Regions from separate parts of the Mus musculus genome. Here all the other regions are linked to region 1. The links are chromatin contacts, called in public Hi-C, HiChIP or PLAC-seq and promoter capture Hi-C maps. All regions are on one chromosome and are shown on one strand. The core of a region is the stretch at or near the end of the contact, and the rest is flanking DNA. Distances in the headings are between cores, read along the strand shown. Region 1 holds the start of Cela1 (chymotrypsin-like elastase family, member 1). Region 2 has its middle 16 kb from the start of Gm41402. Region 3 holds the start of Acvrl1 (activin A receptor, type II-like 1). Region 4 holds the start of Fignl2 (fidgetin-like 2). Region 5 overlaps Atf1 (activating transcription factor 1). Region 6 overlaps Scn8a (sodium channel, voltage-gated, type VIII, alpha).

Region 1 (2,700 bases), core at 108-2,607:
AGGAGGACGAGGAGGATGAGGATGAGGAGGCCTGGTTTCCCCAGCCAGCTCATCCCTCTCCCTGAGATCACCTCTGTTTCTGGATGCTTGAAGGTGAGCTGCAGATGGAGCCACTCAAGTTACCTGGGCATTGACTCTCCTGAAGGCTCAGGGGACAGATTTCCTATAAGCCTTTTCCCCAGCCTCTCCCAACCCTGCAGCCCCAAAACCTGGACTCCGGTTCAAAGGTAACTAGGGTCCCGGGGAAGCCTGGCAGCTTCTGAGCTACTGTTCCCACAGTCCTCTGCTCTGAGGCCGGCCATCTTGTGCCCCGCTCATGGCCCTCTATACTCTCTGGGGCATACCACCCTCTGACCTCCTTCTTCTGCTGGTCCTTCCCCTGCTGTGCTCTCAGCCCTCCTGCTCACATGCTCTTGCCCTGAGAGTAGCTTCCCTCTGGAACCTTTCCAGACCTGTTTCCTCTTCATAGCATCATCTTCGCTCTGTTCCTGGGTTTCAGCCTACATCTCTGTGCTGTGGACAAACCCATCTCCCTCTTTGGACATAGAGAAGGTGCCATGCCTCACCTGCTCCCCAAACCCCAATCCCTACGTGCACAGGACAGGTCTCTGTATGTATAGTGCCACAGTGGACAGTGGGACAGTGGTGGGTGATGGGAGAGATTCGGACAACACGGGGCACATATGACCAAAAAAAGCAATCCTCATTCTTCATCTTGAATTAAAAAAAAAAAAAAAAGATTTATTTATTTTATGTAAGTACACTGTAGCTGACTTCAGATGCACCAGAAGAGGGCATCAGATCCCATTACAGATGGTTGTGAGCCACCATGTGGTTGCTGGGAATTGAACTCAGGACCTCTGGAAGAGCAAGCAGTCAGTGCTCTTAACCTCTGAGCCATCTCTCCAGTCCCATTTTGAATTTTTTATTATTGTGTTTACCTATCTATGTGTTTGTGGTGTGTCCATGTGTGCATGAGGGCATGCGTGTGGCAAGCAGGGGACAACTCGCAGGAATCCATCCACTCTTCCACCATGTGAGTTGCGAGGATTGAACGTAGGTGGTCAGCTTGGTGGCAAACGGCTTCACCCTCTCAGCCATCTCGAAAGCCCGCTAAGGATTTGCAGGCTGCGTCTCAACTGAGGTCAACTCAGTTGACTTGGGTTAAGTGGATGCCGTCCTTGTTCTGTCTTTGAATATCAGATAAATGAGTTGACTTAAAATTTTGTTCATTTGTACTTTCATGTCACCTGCGCTTTTCCCTGCCTTCTACCCATGGCCCTGCCCAGCTGGCAGGAGGAAGGTCAGCAAAGCTGCTGATAAGAGGCGTATAAAGAGGGCTCGGTTCATGGCAAGGGGACAGTGGTCTACTCTCTCCACAACATGTTGCGCTTCCTGGTGTTTGCTTCCCTGGTCCTGTGTGGTAAGTGGATCATTTGGCCCAAGTTCTGAGGGAGGTGGACTTGAGCAGGGAGGATCATAAAGTCTCTACGCCCTGGCTGGCTTTCTATCTCAGAGGAAGGCAGAAAGCTGTGTCTGTCAGCCTAGCAAAAGCCTTACTCTCCTTGAGCAAAGGACAGGCGCTGAGGCGCACTGCCTGGCCTTGCAGGAGGTTGAGTCAAGAGGCAGAGAAGGAGCCCCTTGGGAGTTCCCCACCAGCCCTCTTGGCTGCAAGATGCCCAGACACTGCTTGATTGGATGCACACTGCTCCTGGAGAATCCTCCTGAAGCCCGGGAGGGGTTTCCTTCAGCTGAGCGGTGGCCTTGAGTGGGGGTGAGCCTAGGCACCAGTGGACCCTAGCTTAGTGGTTTGGGCAGGACTTTCATGGCAAGGGAAAATGACACCCCAGACACTTCAGACACCCCAGAGGAAAAGAAAGCACTCTGAGGCACTGTTTTCAAAAGAAGCAAAAGGGGCACAGATGACTCAGAACTGGCCCCTCAGTGTTTTGGGGGAGAGCAGTAAATCTGCAGACAAAGCTAACAGTCTTCACAGTGTAGCTGCCTCGCCCCACCCCCCACCCGGCCAGACCCACGCTTAGTCATCACTCGCTCTCTGCCCCACAAAGGACACAGTACCGAGGACGTTCCGGAAACTGACGCCCGCGTGGTTGGAGGGGCTGAAGCCCGGAGGAACTCTTGGCCGTCTCAGGTGGGTGTTGCTCTAGCCCAGGCTTTTACCCAAACAAAAGATGCTGTGCATCACACACCCCCAAAAATGTATTTTAGGTGTATATGTGTTTTTACCAGCAGGCAGCTCACTTGCTGTCTAATTCTAGATTTTAACCATGTGTGGAACAAGACTGAGGTGGGAGTCTAAATACAAAATGATTGGGGGCGGGGGATGAATTTATATACCAGTCTTGTGGTCATAGACTCTCAAACGTGTGTGTGTGTGTGTGTGTGTGTGTGAGAGAGAGAGAGAGAGAGAGAGAGAGAGAGAGAGAGAGAGAGAGAGACAGAGAGAGAGAGATAGAGAGAGAGAGAGACACACACAGAGAGAGACACAGAGACACAGAGACACAGACAAAGTGCCAGACTGCCACAGCACAGAAGGTTGCTAACCTTCCACCATGTTTGTGGCGTGGCCTTTCATGTTTCTGCCGCTCCGCTGTATGCTGCATACCATGCTGGTGCCAACCCCTCACCCGCCTCACTGAACTCCCCAAGCTTCTGGGTCACTCTCCGGTCTGCACCTCC
Region 2 (2,700 bases), core at 60-2,559, 400 kb before region 1:
AATCATGGAACCCTGACCATAGCTGAAGAGGTTTTACAAAGTAGAGGAGACAGGCCACTGGGGATATGCCCTGGCCCTGGCCTCCTCCTGACTCTCACTGCCTGTGAAGTAAAGCTTCAGCACACACAGTCGTGCTTTTCCTCACTGTAACTCACCTAGAAACGACCCAGCCGAGTTACCATAGCTGAGTTACCACGGAGGCTCTGAAATTAGGAACCCAAATGAATCTTTCTTCCTCTCAATCATTTGTCTCTGAGATTTTGTCATGATGATAAAAATTGGCTAACACAGTGACCCTCAGAGGAACCACCCAGAGACGGTGTCAGAGCACAAAGATAGACCTGGGAACCCGGATGCTCCAGGCTTCTGGGACACGCCGTCTCACCAACTCTCAGCTTTACATTCCAGCACATGTTTTTCTTTATTTGTTCTAAGACAAGGTCTTATTCTACAGCCAAAGCTAGCTTGGAACTCCTTTGTAGCCTAGCCTGTCAGCAAACTTGTGGCAATCCTCCTGCAACAGCCCTCTGTGTCCTGTGGTGTGGGCAACCACACCTGGTTTCCTTTTTAGCACTTTAAAAATTGTTGTATATCTTACATTCAGTGGCATCTTAATATGTCATCTAGACGACCCCATGAGTCAGCGACCCTTCCTGTATGTGTGAACTTGGTAGCTGTGCTGGCTAGTCTTCTGTCAACTTGACACAAGCTGGAATTATCAGAGAGAAGGGAATGCCAATTGAGAATACGTCTCCATAGGGTCCAAATGTGGGGCTTTTTCTTAATTAGTGATTTAGGTGGAAGGTCCCAGCCTTTTCCTTGGGTTCTGGGTTCTACAAACAAATGAATAAATACATAAATAAAATAAAATAAAAAGAAAGCAGGCTGAGCAAGCCATTACAAGCAACCCATAAGCAGCATCGCTCCATGGCCTCTGCATCGGCTCCTGCCTCCATGTTCCTGCCCTCTTTGTGTTCCTGTCCTGCCCTCCTTTGGTGATGAATAGTGCTGTAGAAATATAAGCCAAGAACCCCTAGCCTTTCCAGCTTGCTTTTTGGTTATGGTGGTTTGTTGCAGCAATAAAACCCCTCAGACTTTCCTGGCGTTCCTGATGTCTCAAAGGACAGTTACTAACTGTGATGTCTTAGTCCTGACTCAGCATCAACCTTTTGAATGGGGCCAGGATTTCCATCATGAGGAAACAGTTCTGTAGAAACTGTGAGAACCTCGGGCACCCAGCCAGTGCCAACAGGGAACTGAGGTCTGCCACCAGCCACAGGAATGACCTTGGAGATTCTCCAGCACCGGGCAGGACAACTTGTGTACAGTTTCACAAGAGGCCATGATGAGCCAGAACCAGGCAGTTAAGACTCCTGTGCTCCTGCCCCTTAGAGAATAAAATGTTTGCTGTCAAAACTGTTAAGTTTGGGACAACTTTTTACCCAGCAATGGGCAGTTTATATTGTACAGTGCACTTCGGAGATGTCCGATCACAAATTTCATCCGTCTTCTCGAGGGTTCAGGGGATCTGCACAAAAGTCGGGCGCCAGCAGTACAGAGTTTAAAAATGATTCCAGGAACCAGACTCCGAACATGAGAAAGCTTTTTCCTCTTACTTAATTCTTTTTGGTTTGGGGAGACGAAGCTCAGAACAACACTCACTAAGCACAAGAGAGAACGGCTCCTTCCTGAATGGGATACAGTTTTAAGAGAACTTTCATTTTATCCACATCCTCCGTGTTATAGGCGAGCTAAAGTGACTGATGTCAGAGATGTATTTGCAAGCCTGACCTGGTGGCACGGGACTGCAATCCCTGCTGTGTGGGGCACTGGAGCAGGACAGTCACAAGTTCGTCCTGGACTAGTGTGAGCTCAGGGTCTGCACAGCACAGTAACGCCCTGCCTCAAAGAGGGGAAAAAAAAGAGGCAGGAGGCTGGAGGGATGGTTCAGTTCTTATGAGGCACTGGGTTTGAAGCCCAGCATCTCCATGGTGGCTCATAGCTGTCTGAAATCCCAATCCCAAGGGATTAGAGGACCCTCTTCTGGCCTGCCCAGGCACATTGTGAATGTGGTATACAGAGTATAATAAGGCAAAACACCTAGATGCGCGTGCACACACACACACAAGGGCAGCTGAACTGGCTCAGTGGGTAAAGGTGATTGCTGCTAAGTCTGGTAACTTGAGTTGGACTCCCAGGGCTTACTCTGCAGGGAAGAACAGACTCTCAAAATTTACCCTCTGAACTATGCCATGAACGTGTACCCACTCAAACAAATAAATAAATAAATAAATAAATAAATAAATAAATAAATAATGTTTTACAAAGTGAGGAGCCTGTTTTCAAATGCACTTATGGATGGAGCTGAAGTGGGCTGGGCTGGAGAGAAGGCTCACTGGCAAGGCAGCTCACAGGGTCCAGCAATGGGTGTTTGCATTTATTTTTAAAAGTCTTTTCAATAAGCAATATGGAATCCTAGTCAGTTTAATTGGCTTTCCTTTCCAATAAATATAAAGTAGTCATGCAGGGCTGGGGAGATGGTTCAGCAGTTCAGAGCACTGACTGCTCTTCCAGAGGTCCTGAGTTCAATTCCCAGCAACTACACGGAGGCTCACAACCATCTGTAACAGGATCTGACGCCCTCTTCTGGGGTGTCTGAAGACAGTGACAGTGTACTCATATAAAATAAATACATCTTTT
Region 3 (2,700 bases), core at 49-2,548, 440 kb before region 1:
CCATCTGATAGGCTGTGTGAGCAAAACCACCCACAACAAAGAAGGATAATTGTGAAGACAGGTGGGGGGCCAGCTAGAGTGGTGAGGATCCAGAGAGGAAAGACCCTAGACAGACCCCCTAGACAGACTGACCCTGGAGGGTCAGAGAGGGGGCCGAACTCATCCAGAAGTTGCTCGTGAGCAGGGGAATGTGTCCTTCAAAGGAAGACCTAAGAAAGCAGAGCTGTTCTCTGCAGGGCTGACTGACTGCCTGGATCTCAGCCTGGGGGAGGGCCAGGAGTCCCTAAAGGGGAATGTCAAGGACACCCACGGCAGGGGAATTCTGTGACCCTATAGAGATAAGGATTGGGGTGCCAGGTTAAGTGGTCTCTATGAGGAGGTTCCGCAAGGGAAGTCGCTCCTATGTCAACAGAGCACCCTGGAGCTCAGGAGGGAAGAATCTTTCAGTCCCGTTTTACCTTTATAGATAAGGGTAGAAGAGTTAATCTCGGCAGGGAAGAGAAGCTAAAGGCCTCAGGATACCTAGCAAAAAAAGTTTTTTGATTCCCCATCCGTGCTCGACCCGCCCCCTTCCACGCTCAGGTCGGGGTAGCAGGGAGGTGTGTGTCCACAACCAGGGGACTGCTGACTGTCTTGCCCGGCTAAAACTGACCCTGCCACGCGCCGTCTGAGAGGTCTTTGAGATCCACATAAAGAAGGGTCCCCCTGAGACCAGGGACAGGTCTCCCTGCCCGGCCCAGCGGCACTCCGACTCACCTTTGGACAGGGCGACTCGACCCCCGCCTCTCCTTGCCGGAGGCGGCCGGGGTCTCACGTCCAGAGCCGGCCTGTGGGGCCGGGAAAGGTCTCGATCTGCGCGGCTGGCGCGGCGGCCTCCGGGGACTGGGAAGGGGCTGGAGCAAAATGTTTCTTATTCTAGCTTCTTCCTGCCTGGCCCGGCTCCACCACTCCCTCCTAATAACTCGTTTCCTATTGCCCAGTACGCCTCCCAGCAGCAGGGCTCGGCTCTAGAGGGCTGCAGACCGAGTGCGACCACCCCAGCCCCTCCCTGCCACGAAGGGACAGGCTTCGAACCCAGGCATTGGGGTCCCGTGCGTCCTGGGTAGGAACGTAGGGACTGAGCTAGCTGCGGAAGCGTCGCTCTAGGCCAGGAGAGGGTAGCCTGCACCCAGAGGCAGAAATCTAGATTCGTGAGGGCTTCAGGGAGGGACCCGCGTGAGGTAGCAGCCAACTTACCTGTGCTCACTCCTAAGGAACAGCGCTAAGAAAGCTGAGTTTGGGCTGGGAGTGTCTGCTCCAGAGTTGGCTCCGCCCTTTGGATTCTCCAGTTGGCTTAAATCTTTTTGCCTCCAAATTCCAGCCCTTCACCCTTAATACTTTTGTTCCCTTCCGTTGTCCACAGTGCTGGCCATCAACGCTCAGCCTCGGGCTAAAGAAACCTAGATAGGTCCGTTCTGAGTCAGTCTGGTCTGTGCACCTCAAGGCTTGACAGTTAGTTGTTCCTCTCCCTCAGGTCAGGGGTGGCCAGAATAGAGGGAAAGGCCACCTTGTCTTTTCTGTTCAGCCGTGTCCTTTTTGTCTAGCCGGGCTGGGACCCCAACCACGGGATGGGGGCGGGGCACAACTACCAGATGGGGAGCTTTAGAATTTGGGGCATGGAACCTTGTGAGGCTGGGACCTGCGGCTGGGGAGTTGGGCAGAGGGCTCGGGATGGGGAAGACAGGACACTCTTCCTCTTCCTGATCGGCAGTACAGGCTGGGACTGGGTGAAAATCTATGCTTTCCTGGGCAGGACTTGAGTTTTACTCTTAGCCTTGTGAATATCCTTGTGGGGGACCTTGAAGTAGTTCCACCAGCTGGGAATCCAGGCTAGTTGCTGTGACCCCACTAACACCTCCAGGGGCTTCAACCCCCCCCCCCCCCCCCCGCTACTAATGAGCATAGTGTTCCATCTTTCAAACGGTAAAAGATGGTGCCTATCTAAGTTCCTCAAGGAAGGAGTTTGTCGGCTAATATTTGAGAAGGCTAGGGAAGGGGTGGCCCTAGCCCAGTGGGAGAACACAGAAGCAATCTCTAAGGTGTCATGCCTGTCATGTAGATTTTGCAAGATGGGACAGAGGTGCCCTATCCTTTGGCAAGGATAGAGGCTGGGGGAGAGAAAGGCGGGAGGCTCCCACTGGTCTTACTTCCTCTGCTGAGCTCCACATGCTAGCAGCTTCTTGAATTGTGAGCCCCATGACCTTCCAGAGCCCCGGCTCAACCAAATTTCAGGGTCAGGACAGACCATGTCTTGCAGTACTATGGATTACAGTATCTGCTTTTCCAGATTGTGGTGGTCGCTTTGTTACACTCTATAGAACAGGGAGCTTGGATACATGACCATCTTCACACCCACTCTTCCTCCCACATGCCATGGCTTCCGGTAAGCCTTTCATTCTCCAGCCGGCGGCTCTCTGTCTTGAGTGGGACAGGACCCATGGGACCTCTGCAGCCCAAGTCTAAGGTCCGCCTCCTTGGGAAGGGGCAGATAGGGGACCATGGGTAAGGTCAGGAGCTGGGAAGTGGCTGAGGGGGTCAGTGGGGACTGAAGAGTTTCTGTGGGCAGGCCTGTGAAGTAAGACGGAGAGAAGTCAATTTAGGAGGTTGAAGAGAAGCTGTGGACAGGGGTGGCATCTTTCCCCTCTTCTTAGCGTTCCCGAC
Region 4 (2,700 bases), core at 42-2,541, 370 kb before region 1:
AGGTGGTATCTCACAGATTGGCTCTAGGATCCCCACACCACAAATAGTTTTGCTCCCTTTGAGTAAGGGTGTTTTGTGAAATGAGTCTGACCACAGCTCCCTCTTCATTTGGTGACTGGGGAGCTCAGAACAAAGTAGGGTTCATCTTTAACCCCTCGGGTGATAGAACCCGGGTCCCCGAGCATGAGATGAGGCAGGTACTTTACCAGCCCTGTGATGCACTTGACATGATCTGCATGCTCGTACTATCTCACATACCTCAGCACACCATCTGTTCATCCCAAATAATGTTTGTAAGGTGATAAGAGTCATTTTGGATGGAGCAGGTAGCAGGCAAACAAACAGCATTCGGTCAGGTTCTAGTTTTTTGTTTTAAATTATTTATTATTTATTTAATGTGTATGAGTACACTGTAGCTGTCTTCAGACACACTAGAAAAGGGCACCAGTCCCCATTACAGACAGTTGTGAACCACCATGTGGTTGCTGGGAATTGAACTCAGGACCTCTGGAAGAGCAGTCGGTGCTCTTACCCACTGAGCCATCTCTCCAGCTCCCAGGTTCTAGTTTCTTTAGGCCAGTGGTTCTCAATCTTCCTAATGCTGCAACCTTAAATATAGTTGCTCATGTTATGGTAATTCTCAACCACAAAATTATTTTTGTTGCTACTCCATAACTCTAATTTGGCTACTGTTACGAATCATAATATAAATTTGAGTGGGTTGGGGCGGGGAGGGGTATGACCTGAAGATTGAGCTTTAGCCAAAGGCCGGAAGAAATCAAACCGCAAGGAAATAAGGTTGCTGGGCTAGCCACTGTGGTTTCCAGGGCTGATGGGTACGCTCACATCCCAGGGCCTATGGTGGACCTTTGAATCTCAAGGGAACGCCAAGGTGGACAGAGTAGGATGTCAACCTGTTGGGCCTCATATCCAGCAGCTCTGGACAGGCTGCACTAATCTTTACAAACCTTGATACGCTGCAGTGGCTGGCCCATAGTGAGCGAACAGCAAGTGTCTGCTACGGGTGAGCCTCACATGGTCTGGCCCTTCCCTCGATCTGGTCCATGGAGGGGCATAGCCGGTGTGGTCAGGGTAACTTGCCGGGAGTGAAGGTTTACTATGGCATTTCTGCATTCCTCTTGGAGTACAGCAAACTATTTTAAAAAACTAACTCTAGGTCTAAAGGGTCTCGGGTAGCCTGTCATTGGCTAACCAAGCTGTCAGTGGGTCCCTAGAGCCACTGCAGGAGCTGACCAGCCGCTGTTCTTCTCGCCTGCAGCTCTGTTGAAGATGCACTGGACACCGGAACACGCCCAGCCCCTAAACCAGTGGCCAGAGCAGCACCTGGACGTCTCCTCCACCACTCCGTCGCCGGCTCACAAGTTGGAGTTGCCTCCAGGGGGTCGCCAGCGCTGCCACTACGCTTGGGCACACGACGACATTTCCGCCCTCACAGCCTCCAACCTCCTCAAGCGCTACGCCGAGAAGTACTCCGGAGTCCTGGACTACGAGCGCCCGGGCCTGGGCAGCTACGGTGACGCCGCCTTCCTCAACGGTGCCAAAGGGGACCCGGAGCCCTGGCCCGGGCCAGAGCCACCTTACCCTCTAGCCTCGCTCCACGAAGGCCTCCCGGGAGCCAAGGCGGCTGGCGCGGGTGGCTCCGCCGGCCTCGGGGGCTCCCCGGTAGTAGCTGGCAACCTGACTGAGCCGCTGTACACGGGCAACGCGTGCGGGGGACCGTCGGCGGCCACTGAGTACGCGGCGGGCTACGGAGGCGGGTACCTGGCGTCCGGCTACTGCGCGCAAACGAGCGCCGCGCTCGCCCCGCCGCCCCCGCCCGCGCTGCTGCAGCCAGCGCCGCCGCCCGGCTACGGCCCCTCGGCGCCGCTCTACAACTACCCGGCGGCCGGCTACGCGGCGCAGCCCGGCTACGGGGCGCTCCCGCCGCCCGCCGCGCCGCCCGCGCCCTACTTGCCCTCCGGGCTGGCGGCGCCCACGCCCCTGCCCGCGCCCGCGCCACCCCGGCCCGCGCCCTACGGCTTCCCCGCGGCCGCCGAGGGCGTGTCGCTGAAGCGCAAGGCGGTGGACGAGGGCGCGGAAGCCCGCTACCGCAAGTACGCTTACGAGCCGGCCAAGGCCCCCGCGGCCGACGGCGCCTCCTACCCCGCCGCGGACGACACCGAGTGTCGGGGCAACGGGTTCCGTTCGAAGCCACCCGGGGCGACGGAGGATGGGACCGGCAAGTACGGCGGCGGCGGCCCTCTCAAGGTCCTGGGCTCCCCCGCCTACGCGCCGCAGCTCGAGCCCTTTGACAAGTTCCCGGAGCGGGTCCCGGCCGCCCACGGAGGCTTCGCGGAGCCGTCGGGGGAGCCCGCCAAGGGCGTGGACCCGGGGGCGCTGGAGCTGGTGAGCAGCAAGATGGTAGACTGCGGGCCCCCAGTGCAGTGGGCGGATGTGGCGGGCCAGGGCGCGCTCAAGGCGGCCCTAGAGGAGGAGCTGCTTTGGCCCTTGCTGAGGCCGCCCGCCTGTCCCGGCAGCGCGCTCCCGCCGCGGACCGTGCTGTTCTTCGGGCCCCGCGGCTGCGGTAAGGCGCTGCTGGGGCGCTGCCTCGCCACCCGACTAGGTGCCACGCTGCTGCGCCTGCGCGGAGCCGGCCTGGCGGCCTCGGGCGCCGTCGAGGGCGCGCGCCTCCTGCAGGCG
Region 5 (2,700 bases), core at 107-2,606, 440 kb after region 1:
GGCCGCTCATGGATCTCTCTCTCTGACATTAAAGGCGTGCACACAACCTCCACATAACTTCCTTTTTTTGCTTGTTTTTGTATAGAAAGAGAGACCACAAACACACATAACATTGGGACATGGAGTTTAGTATCTGTTGACTGTTTGAGATGTTTACAATAATCAACCTGCACTTGGTGGTGCACACCCTTAATCCCAGAGGCAGAGACAGGCGGATCTGTGAAGTTCCATGCCAATCAGAGATACACAGTGAAACCCTGTTTCAAAAAACCAAAAATAAGTAGCACAGGTATCTATAGAGCCCCAAGCCATACCGTTAAGCCTTGGGGGTTGGGGAGTCCTTTTGTTTAGCGCTTATCATTATGATATTCTTGAGGCTAGCTACATTTTATGTCAGTCACACACTGAAGAGGAACAGACCGGAGCACCTCCGGAGGTGCAAGGCCCTTGGACAGCTATAAAGTGTCCTTCCTCGGCAGGAAAGATGGCTGTTCTCAAGGGTCTTTCACTCAAAGAACAAAGGGCCTTTCCAACTTCCAATACTATAGCCATCATGGAAGAGAAGCCACACTTCTCAGAGTTCAAGGCCAGGGTGGCTGGATGGCCCGGGTTGCCAAGCCTGACGACTGGAGTCTAAACCAGGAATCCACATGGTTAATGGAGAACCGTCAGCCTGCAGGTGTCCTCTGACAGTCACATGCATGCCATATCCCAGAATGCAGTGCTCATTCCATTCTCAATGTCAAACTATTAAACACTCAGAGTATAAACATCAGAACATAGAATATCTATGCGCTCGCTTCATACCAGGAATCAATAGATGGTAATGGTACAACATACTACTTCAGATTAACTCCTGTCCTACACTTGGGTGCTGTCATTCCCTGTGCTAGGTTCTCTTATTTCTTTCCCTTCTGTGGCACTGGGGATCAAACCCAGGGCCTTGGTACATACAGATAAATGCTCTACGTTGACATATGTCCCCAGTTCCCTATTTTGTTATCAAGCCACCAAATGAGTCGTTGTTATTGTTGTAAGAAGCCGACAGTAACAAGTAAACACTCATCTTTTGGGGAAGCACAGGGACACCAAACCCCAGGTCTTGCACATGCTAGGCAAGTCTTAGTAATGACATTAACCACTGGTATCCTAGTTAGGGTTTCGCTGTCGTGAAGACACCATGACCAAGGCAACTCTTGTAAGAACAACATTAAATTGGGGTTGGCTTTACAGGTACAGAAATTTAATCCATTATTATGGCTCTAGAGGGGCTAAGAGCCCTTGTTCCGAAGGTAGCTGGAAGACTGACTTCCAGGAAGCTAAGAGGAAGGTCTCAAAGCCCATCCCACAGTGACAGACTTCCTCCATCAAGGCCACACCTACACAAACAAGGCCACACATGCTAATAGTGTAGCTCCCAGGGCCATGCATATTCAAACCACAACTGGGGTACATTCCTAAGTACAGAATTCTAGGCTGAAAGGTAGATCTCAGTCCATTAATGTCTAATGGTACTGTTCAAAACATCTGTTGTTAGCTTAACAGTCATTCCTTTCTAAATACTTTCTCACTTTTGGAAGCTTTTTAAAATCTAACACTTATCTGGGCTGGGAGCACAGCTAGCTCAGCAACAGCCGCCTAGTGTGCTGGCCAGTGGACAAGATGTAGCTCATGTAGACGCATAGACGCACGCCTCCCATCCTCTCCTTCCTCCTATTTACCTTTGTGCTCATCCTGGGTAGTTTACTTGGATTCTCTGATTCCCCCATTCTTCAATCACATCTAAACTGTTGTAAAGGACCTACCTATCTTTCTAGGTTTGTTCATTTTCAAAGTCCTCCCAGTCTTCTGTTCCAGTGGTAGGGTCTCTGTATCTTTCCTGATTTAAACCAGACATAGAGTCCCTGCTAATTTCATGATCTGGGTTCTTTAGGGAGCTTATACTACATCTGTTGCTGTCTGCTAATACATTATTTCTTTTAGCTTTTTTAGCTTTCAGTTGAATTCTTTAGGGTTCCCCACACACAATTGTTGATTTGTTAAAACAAAAGGGTGATATCCTCTGAAGCACCGTGTGTTAATTACATCAGGTTCCATTGTAAACTTGTGCTTTGGAGCCCAGAGCAGGGAATGAAGGAACTGGGGAAGGCCCGTAGGCAGAGCGCTAGGATGCAGCCCCTTTGCTATGTTGTGTACTATGAGGGTCTCATCCTACAACACGCTCCCGATGAACATAGACTTTACACAGGCACAAAACCAATGGAGCCAAACCAGTCAAATGGAACCAAATCAATCTTTCCTATTTAAAATGGCATTAAAGATGGCAGTTATTGCAGCCTAGGGATGGCCCAGTGGTTAAGATCACTTTTGCAGAGGACCTGCGTTTGTTTTTCAGTGCCCTTGTCGGGCAACTCATAAGCACCAGCTCCAGGGCATGTAAGCCTCTTCCAGCCTCTGTGGGCACTGTACTCATGCACACACCCTAACACATGCACACAATCAAAACTATAGAAAACAAACCCTTTCAAAACTACACAAAGATAACAACACACCTGTCCACTGTTGATTCAATCAAAATTCCGAGTACCTAGCTCCATATCGTCTTTAACTGACAGACTTCTGCGGCTGGGGTTTTTGCTACTTTGTGCTGTTGGATTTTTCTGTTAATTCTACTTTCCTAGCGGGGCTGTCTGTCTGGAC
Region 6 (2,700 bases), core at 64-2,563, 320 kb before region 1:
AAAGACCTAGCTTTTCAACCGCCTCACGTGGCCCCTACATACAGGTCAGCCGGGAACTGCTCTGGCTGACTGTGAGGGGAGGAGCTTACAGCCCGGTCCAAGACACGCCCTCCTTCCCAGGCTCCCTCCCTAGAGCCACGCAGGTCCGTCCCCAGAACTGTGGGACTCTCAGCACGGAACAGACACTGAATAAAGGGTCTCTCTGATTATGTAGGAAGCCAAAATAAAAAGAATGATTAGATAGCTAAGGCAGAGAGCTGCTTAGCTTGTGGCCACTCCAACCTCCGTGTGTTGATCGCTCGGACTGCAAGACCCTCCTCAAGTTACAGGAAATGAAACAGTTCCTCATCTAGTGAAGATGTTCTTCAAGAACCTGAACTTGCTCTCTTGTTCCTTCTCTTGGTCTCTTGGCTTCTTGCTCCCTCTCTGTCCCCTTGCTCCTTCCCCATTCCCCGCCCCCCCCCCCCCCATGCTCATGGCCAGCCTCTATTCTTCTACTTCTCTACTCTCTCTCTGCCTTTATTTGCCTTTATTACCCTCTTAACTCCCCTCCCTATGATAAACTCTCTCTCTCTCTCTCTCTATATATATATATATAGAGAGAGAGAGAGATATATATCACAGGTTCACAGGACTTCAACCCCAGTGACACCAATAAAATAAAAATGAAATCCTCCCCAAAGCTGGGCACGCCTATAAACCGAACATACAGGAGACTAATTATTAATTTGAGGCCAGCCTGGGCTAAATGACTGCACTAGTTTGGATTGCATAATAAGCCCTGATTTCTATAAAAGCAAACCCCACCATCAATCAAGTAAGCAAACAAATAAAAACAAAATACACAAAAATTTCCAATGCTTCCTCTAGAAGGGGGTGTCAACCGGCTTGCTTCCCCTTCTCCAGCCAGCTGGTGTGGCCCATGGCAATGACTTTATTTTAGGGAGGGGTGGTTTGGTTGGGTATCAGACTGGCTCCCTGGTTGCTAAGAAAATGGTTGCCTTGGTTTTCAGACTGAAGGGCCCCAGTGAGAGCCACGTGGGAGTCTGCGTGGGAAAAGAAGTCTGTGAAGAGAATTTGCCTCAGCCTCCTTCCCGCAGAACTCCCCCCTTTCCCAAGGTAAATTTAGTTTTCATCCCTGAAAAAGAAAAACGAAAAGGTTCTCTGATTTCCATAAATTCTTACAGTGCATATTTGGAAATTCGGTTCCGTTCCTTTTTTATCTCCTCCCTTCTCGCAATGTCTGCAGCTTAGTGGTTCTGCTGGGGAAGGTGAAGCCCTGACTGTTCACATCTGAGAGATGACATGACTGCCGCACCTTACGTACGCTGCACTTGTCTCCATGTCTTAGCAGACAGTAAAGGGGTTCTCTACCTTTGGGCCACCTAGAGGATCCCTACAGGCTGTTTCCGGTCCCTAGCTACATCGGTGAGCTGAGGAAAGCCCCAGTGGGTCAGTGCCATAGAGAGCACAGTGAGGGTGGGAGGTGAAGGTCCTTGTCTCAGTGGGTCCTTGTCTCAGTGGATACTTGGTTTCATGGATCCTTGGCTCAATGAAGGCTTGTTAGTTTCTTTGTATCAGTTTTTTTGGAGATGGGGATCTCATTATGTTATCTCATGGGTACATTGGATCTTCCCGCCTCAGATTCCCTAGTGACAGGAACAGCAGATATACATTGTATCTGATGTTTTTACGGGTTCTCTGCTGTTACCGGCCAGCCCCACAGGCCTCCGTGGCAAAGTGTTCCAGGAATGAGCTGAGATAAGGGGGTGAGTGTCTGGAGTTTGTGGTCTTTCTCCTGCCTTTCTTCTGGGCATTTTTGAAGGGTTGCCCTATGAGTCAGTCCCAGGAATACTGGAGACTGTTTCCAACGTGCACCCTCAGTCCACCACGACAGTGACTTTGAGGGACCAAAAGGTTTATGGCAAGAGTTTTCCTCAACTCAAAAACTTCCAGCAGTTTTTGGCTGCGCAGGAAAGAGTGCCCACTGCCTGGGCAGTTTTCAGCAGCAGGGACTAGATGGCTGCTCGAGGGGCAGCAATGGCCATGACCATTCCTCCCCAGGGAATCAGAACTGTCACACTGCAGCACTAAAAGCACTGCCTCCTCCAAGCTCTCTTCCTCAGTGTTCTTCACTGCTCTGAGGAACAGTGAGGCTGCACTCGCAGGCCTACATCCGACCCAGTGCTGACACATCCCAGAGCTCATGGCTCTGCTAGCTGGGGATTTGTCAGTTTACAGGACACTGCTGAGTGAGTTTTATACAGGATCAGGTAGGGAGGGGCAGAGAGGCTTTTCTTCTTAAGAACCAATTCTAGAATTCTCCACTACGGTACCTAAACCTTTAGGTAGGCAAGAGCCTGTTTCTTGGCTTCAAAAGCAATTATTTAAATCTTTGGATTAAAATGACATCAGACCTTTCCAATTGCAAGTCTTGGAAGCAGGATAATTATTCATTTAATGCTCTTAATGTAGCAAGCAGTAACTAGAGCCAGGGGCTGTGGTTAAAACCAGTGGCTCTTTGTTAATGTCTTTAATCTGCTCACATTACTCAGTTGCAGCCATTCACTGCTCTTTGCTTATAGCAGTCCCAGCTCCTCAGCTTCAATTAAAGGAGACAAGACAAAGTACAGGACTGGAGGGTGTGGTGATAGGACAGGCACAGGCTATGGGAACAGTCGAACCTACCAACAGAGAAGT

Evidence for each region. Promoter capture Hi-C pulls out the DNA fragments that hold promoters and counts their contacts. A called contact is a pair of places that touch in the nucleus more often than the background predicts. HiChIP or PLAC-seq counts read pairs in DNA pulled down with a chosen protein or histone mark.
Region 2: a contact with region 1 is called in a Hi-C map of liver, with 2.3 times the contacts expected there. The contact joins the enhancer-like site here to the promoter of Cela1 in region 1. A contact is called at or near these places in 6 of 39 promoter capture datasets (the 3T3-L1 cell line, the C10 cell line, embryonic stem cells and 2 more), 1 of 484 Hi-C or Micro-C datasets (liver) and 1 of 115 datasets of contacts at active chromatin or transcription factors (embryonic stem cells).
Region 3: a contact with region 1 is called in a promoter capture Hi-C map of liver, with 2.0 times the contacts expected there. The contact joins the promoter of Acvrl1 here to the promoter of Cela1 in region 1. A contact is called at or near these places in 6 of 39 promoter capture datasets (the 3T3-L1 cell line, the C10 cell line, hippocampal neurons and 1 more), 1 of 484 Hi-C or Micro-C datasets (liver) and 1 of 115 datasets of contacts at active chromatin or transcription factors (bone marrow-derived macrophages).
Region 4: a promoter capture Hi-C map of hippocampal neurons shows a contact between it and region 1, with 4 times the contacts expected there. The contact joins the promoter of Fignl2 here to the promoter of Cela1 in region 1. A contact is called at or near these places in 9 of 39 promoter capture datasets (the 3T3-L1 cell line, 3T3-L1-derived adipocytes, the C10 cell line and 5 more), 1 of 115 datasets of contacts at active chromatin or transcription factors (bone marrow-derived macrophages) and 3 of 9 other capture datasets (adipose tissue, embryonic stem cells and pancreatic islet).
Region 5: an H3K27ac HiChIP or PLAC-seq map of embryonic stem cells shows a contact between it and region 1, with 7 times the contacts expected there. The contact joins the enhancer-like site here to the promoter of Cela1 in region 1. A contact is called at or near these places in 5 of 39 promoter capture datasets (3T3-L1-derived adipocytes, frontonasal cranial neural crest, hippocampal neurons and 2 more), 1 of 484 Hi-C or Micro-C datasets (embryonic stem cells) and 1 of 115 datasets of contacts at active chromatin or transcription factors (embryonic stem cells).
Region 6: a contact with region 1 is called in a promoter capture Hi-C map of hippocampal neurons, with 3 times the contacts expected there. The contact joins the enhancer-like site here to the promoter of Cela1 in region 1. A contact is called at or near these places in 9 of 39 promoter capture datasets (the 3T3-L1 cell line, the C10 cell line, the HPC-7 cell line and 4 more), 1 of 115 datasets of contacts at active chromatin or transcription factors (microglia) and 1 of 9 other capture datasets (adipose tissue).

What each region holds. Positions count from the first base shown.
Region 1 is chr15:100,686,577-100,689,276 of GRCm38.p6, reverse strand. It overlaps Cela1 (chymotrypsin-like elastase family, member 1), which reads left to right and starts at 1,357. Exons shown (of 8, transcript NM_033612.2): 1 at 1,357-1,423; 2 at 2,070-2,152. The coding sequence starts at 1,384.
Region 2 is chr15:101,085,695-101,088,394 of GRCm38.p6, reverse strand. No RefSeq gene overlaps it. Among named protein-coding and RNA genes, the nearest start is that of Gm41402, 16 kb to the left of the region's middle. Within about 2 kb of position 1,309, at least 39 of the 459 cell types and tissues checked have an H3K27ac peak or open chromatin away from gene starts, as enhancers often do. A contact at or near this core is called in liver, where this site is marked.
Region 3 is chr15:101,127,120-101,129,819 of GRCm38.p6, reverse strand. It overlaps Acvrl1 (activin A receptor, type II-like 1), which reads right to left and starts at 1,298. Exons shown (of 11, transcript NM_001277257.1): 1 at 1,237-1,298; 2 at 757-893.
Region 4 is chr15:101,052,990-101,055,689 of GRCm38.p6, reverse strand. It overlaps Fignl2 (fidgetin-like 2), which reads left to right and starts at 1,291. Exons shown (of 1, transcript NM_001214911.2): 1 at 1,291-2,700. The coding sequence starts at 1,291.
Region 5 is chr15:100,247,552-100,250,251 of GRCm38.p6, reverse strand. The region is part of intron 3 of Atf1 (activating transcription factor 1); the gene reads right to left. Among named protein-coding and RNA genes, the nearest start is that of Atf1, 21 kb to the right of the region's middle. Within about 2 kb of position 1,356, at least 25 of the 459 cell types and tissues checked have an H3K27ac peak or open chromatin away from gene starts, as enhancers often do. A contact at or near this core is called in embryonic stem cells, where this site is marked.
Region 6 is chr15:101,004,269-101,006,968 of GRCm38.p6, reverse strand. All of the region lies in intron 12 of Scn8a (sodium channel, voltage-gated, type VIII, alpha), which reads right to left. Among named protein-coding and RNA genes, the nearest start is that of Fignl2, 49 kb to the left of the region's middle. Within about 2 kb of position 1,313, at least 116 of the 459 cell types and tissues checked have an H3K27ac peak or open chromatin away from gene starts, as enhancers often do. A contact at or near this core is called in hippocampal neurons, where this site is marked.